2 separate regions of the Ovis aries genome follow, and region 1 is linked to region 2. Evidence: chromatin contacts called from public Hi-C data. All regions are on one chromosome and are shown on one strand. The core of a region is the stretch at or near the end of the contact, and the rest is flanking DNA. Distances in the headings are between cores, read along the strand shown.

Region 1 (2,804 bases), core at 295-2,794, 90 kb after region 2:
TCCTCAGTCTTCCTTCTCATTTTTGACTTTGACTTTTTTGTTTGTTTTTTTGACTTTGACACTTTTGAAGATTAGTGGTGAGCAGTTTTGTAGGATGTCTGTCTATTTGAGTTTGTTTGATGTTTTCTCATAATGAGAATGTGGTTTTGCATTTCTGGCAAGAATATCACAAAAGTGATACTGTGTCCTTCTTGATATTAGGAGTTTCATGGTGATGATGTTGACCTTGATCTCTTGGTTAAGGGGATGTTTCTCCACTGTAATGTTTACAGCAACCCTCACCTCCCCCCATGAATAAATATCTCTGAGAGATCCTTTGATACTACGCAAATTTCTGTATCTCCTCAAACTTTGGCCCACTAATTTTAGCATCCTTAGATTTTTCCCTGCTTTTTAATTATTGCTATGATATCTTTAATGATTTTTCCCCTCCGTCTTTCTACGTTTATTGGTTGAAATTCTTTAGTAAAGTGGAGTCTTTTCTCCCTTATTTATTTATTCATATCAGTGTGACCTCATAGGTATTTATTTTATTCTATAGGTTACGGTCAAATACTATCATTATTTATTTTGTTGCTGAAATCTACATGATATAAATGGCAGAACAGCTTTCCAATTACACATCTGTGCCGTGAATTATTGATCCAGTTCTTCAATGCTGGACGTTTGAGTGGTTATTTGATACTATTTATGATGAGGAGAAGGCAATGGCACCCCACTCCAGTACTCTTGCCGGAAAATCCCATGGACAGAGGAACCTGGTGGGCTACAGTCCATGGGGTCGCTAAGAGTCAGACACGACTGAGCGACTTCACTTTCACCTTTCACTTTCATGCATTGGAGAAGAAAATGGCAACCCACTCCAGTGTTCTTGCCTGGAGAATCCCAGGGATGGGGAAACCTGGTGGGCTGCGGTCTATGGGGTCGCACAGAGTCGGACACGACTGAAGTGACTTAGCAGCAGCATGATGTCTGATATTGGAGGAGCCGGCAACCCACTCCAGTATTCTTGCCTGAAGAATCCCCATGGACAGAGGAGCCTGGCAGGCTACAGTCCATTGGGTTGCAAAGAGCCGGACACGACTGAAGCGACTTAGCATGCATGATGTCTGATATACCTAAGCCTTTGAGTTTTTATGTTTTCATAAATTAGGTTTATAACAGCGGAATTTTGAATGTTTGAAAAGTTGTGGTAACTCAACACGTCAACACGGAAATCACAGTCCACAGATTACGGCGCTGTGAGCTGAGGGAGGCAGCAGATCCTGGAGCTCAGTAAGGCCCCTGCCGGCAGGGTCACGGAGCACAGTTGTCAATAACGACACGTAACAATAAAGTTATTGATGTTGAGGCAGGGGCTTCCGGTAGGGGCAAGTCTATTTCCGTTAGGCCCTAGAGCCTTCGTCCTCTCGGTCTACATCCCAACCGGAAATACTTGTACCCCGTCGAAAGCCACGTCGGTCCTGGACTCAGTCCCGCCCACGCAGGGGAGGGAATCGCTTCCGGAGTCAGGGTGTTCTGGCTCGCCCCGCCCCGCCGCCGGTGCCGCGCTGGAAGCCTCGGCGCTCCCGGAAGTGGCCCGGGCCTCTCTGTGTCTCTCTCGGGGTCCCCACCTCCCCGCTGCTGCTGCGGGCCGCGGGGGAGGCGGCGATGGCGGAGGCGTCTCTGCTGTTGTCGCTGCCAGAGGCGGCGGCGGAGCGGGACGCTCGAGAGAAGCTAGCTCTGTGGGATGGGAGAGCGGACACGAAGGCGCCGCTGACCGACCGGCAGACGGACTCGGTGCTGGCCCTGAAGGCGGCTGCCGAGGCCCTGCCCGTGCCGGCCGAGGTGAGGCGACGGCGGGGGCCGGGCTGGGTCAGCTCCGTGGGCGCGTCCGCCGACGCCCGCCCTGCAGACCGCCTCCCGGGGTCTCTGCCCTCCTTCCCGGGCGCGGGGACGGCTCCAGTGGGCGAGGCCGCTCCCCTTCCCGGGCTGTCAGGCCTCTCTCTGCCCGGGACCGCGGCGCTCCCCCTGCGGCGCGGGCCGGTTGGCCGGGAGCTTTGCCCCGGGAGTCTCGCCCCGGGTGTCCCTGGGGTCACCGAGGCCCAGTCCTGCCGCCCACCCTCTCCCGGAAGGAGAGCGAGGCGAACCCGAAGTGCTTCGCTTTCAGGACAGCCTCCTGTTGGTGTTCGTTTGCCACCTTAATGACTACCCGGCTTCCGTTTTCCCTAGGGGCGCCTGGGGAAGACCAGAGTTAGTCTGGGGTGACAGTTTTCATTCATCGCACGTTGATCTGTTGAGCTCTCGAATCAAGTGCAGGTTGTGTTTATATTTAACTTACAGCAGAGCAGTAAAAATGTTTTTCTTTGGAAGCTAGGTCGGTACATTATTAGATAATGCTGGCTTTCGGTTTTAGTCTCAACGTTTCTAGTTCTATCATTTTGGGATGCTATGCATTTTACTGCCTGTGTGATTCAGTTCAATTAATTATAAGAGCAAGAAGTACCTTTCATGAGTTGTCAGACGTTTGACAAACTTTTTCTAGTTTGGGGGGCCAGGTTCAGAAGGTAATTTTATTTGCATCCATAGTTACTTTTGATGTTGGAAGCCTTGTTTTCACACACTTGGTGTCCGAAGACAGGTGGAGTTTAGCGATTTAAGCTTTTACAGGATAAGAACTTTGGTTTGAAAGTTCTCACTTAAACTGTCTCATGCTTTGCAGTAAAATACAAGTGTTCTTTCTTGGGTTTCTCTGTCCACCTGTATAAGTCTGTGCTGAAAGTGGATTTGAAATAAATGAAGAAGCAGGTAGAAATTTGCTTTGG
Region 2 (3,269 bases), core at 81-2,580:
CACCTAAATGAATTCTAACTTCCTCTTAGAGGAAAAAGTGTCTCTAATTCTAATTTTATGGCAAACTTAAGTAGAAAACACTGATTGGCAAGTGGCTTGAAGACAAATTGAAAACTTCATATTATCAATTCTAAATCAAAAGAAAGTGAAAGTCACTCAGTTGTGTAGTCCGTGGAACTTTCCAGGCAGGAATACTGAAGTGGTAGCCTTTCCCTTCTCCAGGGGATCTTCCCACCCCAGGGATTGAACCCAGGTCTTCCGCATTGCAGGCAGATTCTTTACCAGCTGAGCCACGAGGAAATTATCAATTCTAAGGTGATTATTTTTGTTGTGTTTTCTCTATTTTTTTATTTTTTGTGGGTTCTTTTGGTTGGTTGGTTGGTTGATTGGTTGGTATTGGAATGGAGATAGGTTTTTGCTTCTTTTTTCTTTTTTTTAACATTTCATTTATTTTTTGTTTTATCTTTAGGGCATGCATCTTTTTTAGAAAACATTTCTGATACTGGGGTGCCTTTTATGGTATGTCATGATACTTGGCAGCATTTTTTTTCTAAATGATGCATAAAATAATGATAATTTTTATGAATGATAATGAAAACCAGTATTAATTCAAAGTAAAAAATGGACAAGGAAATGGCAACTCACTCTAATATTCTTGCCTGGAAAGTTCCATGGACAGAGGAGCCTGGTGGGCTATAGTCTATGGGGTCACAAAGAGTCGGACATGACTGTGATACTGAGCACAAAAAAGGAGATAACTGTGGATAAATTGCCCAGGGCTGGTAGGCTGAAGGAAGACCATCCCTCACTGAATGGAGAATAGAGGGGGCCAGACTTACAGAAGGAAATTAATCCCTTCAGCTTCCACTTCTGGGTTTCACACTCAGACTCCCACCACGTCAGAGACTGTGCTCAGCCCAGGAACTGGGGCCACCCTGCTGACGCTTTCTCTGCCTCTATAAACATTCTCCCCTCCCAGGCTACCTTGGCTCAGGGCTGAAGAAATCCCTTCCCTTTCCTTCAGCAAGACAAAGATGGACATTTTAAAAAGTAACATGCATTGGTTACAACTAGCTCCCAATAGGGGTTCCATGCCTGGTTGGGGAACTGAGATCCTGCAGACGGCACAGCTCGGCCTGGAAAAAAAAGTAACTTAACCAGAAAACAAAGGAAAAACAAACATAAAGAAAATACTGCAAGGGAGGAACATGAATTTCCAAACTGACTTTACCACTTCCTTAGCCTCAGGGACCCTAGGTAGACCTTGGTTTTGGTACAGCTAATAGAGCTTGCTGGCACCTGCCCGCTGTCAGGGAGGGAAGTGTGCAGAGCAGGCTGTGGGCTAAGGTGGATTTGGGTTGGCACCCGGACAGGCACACTGGCATTCTTGTCCCTGCCCAAACCACGTGAGGTTCCTGCAGGGCATGTTGCTGGCGTGGGTCAAGGTGCCTGTGTGTGCGCTGTCACTTCAACCGCATCTGACTCTGCAACCCTAAGGACTGTAACCCGCCAGGTTCCTCTGTCCATGGGATTCTCCAGACGAGAATACTGGAGTGGGTTGCCATGCCCTCCTGCAAGGGATCTTTCCGACCCAGGGATCGAACCCATGTCTCTTACATCCCCGCTGCCTTTGTTCCTGAGGCCCTGGAGGAGTCGTCAGCTCCCCTGCTGGCCCCCTAGATACCTCCCTGGCTCCCAGCTTCCCCCCTCCGATCGCCCTCCTCCCCGCAGGATGTGCTCTTGAAAGGCCCTTTTCACCCACCACCACTTCTCCTGTGTCTCACTGACTGGCCTGAACAAACATGCCATCGACGTGTCTCCCTGTGGGTGCAGCTATGTTTCCTCACCGGCTCTTGTCAACCAGAAGCAGGGATGACCTTACCAGTACTCACGTGGCCCGTGGTGGCTGCTCCCTCGCCTGGAACATCTTGGCGCAGGCTGGGCTCCGGAGGGGGTCAGCACATGCCTCCTGGGGCAGGAAGTGTGTTCCAGTGGAAAGAGTATGGGCTTCGGAGCCAGCCACGTGTCCTTTCAGATCCTGGCTCAGCCACTTACTAGTCACCTGACCCACAAAGCCTGTCCGAACTCGAGTTTCCTCCCCTGTCGTGTAGGATGTAACTTTCCGGGTGTTGTAAGGCATGAGTGGCATCAAGCAGGTGAAAGCATCTACTTAACACCCAATTGGATGGCCATGCTGTTATCAAAACTGAAAATATGTCGGTGGAGATGCAGAGAAATGAGAACTCCTGTGCATTGCTGGGTAGAACATACAGTGCGGCAGCCCCCGTGGAAGTCAGTAAGGTGGCTTCTCAGAATAAAGCACGGAACCACCATGTAATTCAGCGATTCTAAAAGAATTGAAAGCAGGGACTTGAACAGACAGTTGTATATCAGTGTCCACTGCAGCATTATCCATAGTAGCCAAAAAGTAGAAACAGCTCCCGTGCCCATGGACAGATGAGCAGATAAACAAACTGCAGTCTGTAGATACAAGGGGATATTATTTAGCTTCCAGAAGGAAGGACATTCTGACACAAGATAGATACAACACGGATGAAACTTGAAACCCTTACCAAGGGAAGTAAGCCAACCACAAAAGGACAAGCTAGACGATTCCACTTTTTTTTTTTTTTTTGAAGGAACTTGGCAACTTCATAGACAGAAAGCAGAATAGAGGTTACCAGGTGCCGGGGTAAGAGGGAATGAGCAGGTATTGTTTAGTGAGTATGGAGTTTCAGTTTGGGATGATGAAAAAGTTTTAAAGATAGACGCGGTTGGGGACCTCCCTGGTGGTCCAGTGGTTAAGACTCCAAGCTTCCAATGCAAGGGGCGAAGTTTCAGTCACTAACTGGAGAATTAAGATTCCTGAATGCCTCATGGCATGTCCAAAAAAAAAAAGAGGGTGTTGATGGTCACACAGCAACGTGAATGTCCTTGATGCCACTGTATTGTACCCTTTAAAGTGGTTAAAATGGTCAATTTTAGGTTTTGCATAATTTCACACATACGCAACTACACAGTGCCTAAAGTTAGTCTGTGCATTTATCAAATGGTAGTTCCCTCCCTGTTTTTGTAAGTGAATCTGTATCTTGGGATCATTCACTGTTTTGTTATTTTGGCTAGCATACAAACGGAGCATCATCCAAAGGGGCTTCAGTAAAACTCAGCTGTAAAGTGACACACCCTGAGGGATCTTAAGTCCTGTACTTTTTCATGTCTTTTTCCCTTTCAGTTCAGTTCAGTTGCTCAGTCGTATCCGACTCTGCAAC

The links. Hi-C and Micro-C count contacts between places; a contact is called where the count stands out from the background.
Region 1: a contact with region 2 is called in a Hi-C map of liver, with 2.8 times the contacts expected there. The contact joins the promoter of COG3 here to the enhancer-like site in region 2. A contact is called at or near these places in 7 of 16 Hi-C or Micro-C datasets (blood, hypothalamus, liver and 3 more).

What each region holds. Positions count from the first base shown.
Region 1 is chr10:15,959,307-15,962,110 of ARS-UI_Ramb_v3.0, forward strand. COG3 (component of oligomeric golgi complex 3) reads left to right here and starts at 1,545. Exons shown (of 23, transcript XM_027973548.3): 1 at 1,545-1,827. The coding sequence starts at 1,651. LOC121820418 (small nuclear ribonucleoprotein G-like) reads right to left here. Exons shown (of 1, transcript XM_042254673.2): 1 at 1,891-2,804.
Region 2 is chr10:15,869,236-15,872,504 of ARS-UI_Ramb_v3.0, forward strand. No RefSeq gene overlaps it. Among named protein-coding and RNA genes, the nearest start is that of TPT1, 21 kb to the left of the region's middle. Within about 2 kb of position 1,331, at least 7 of the 54 cell types and tissues checked have an H3K27ac peak or open chromatin away from gene starts, as enhancers often do. A contact at or near this core is called in liver, where this site is marked.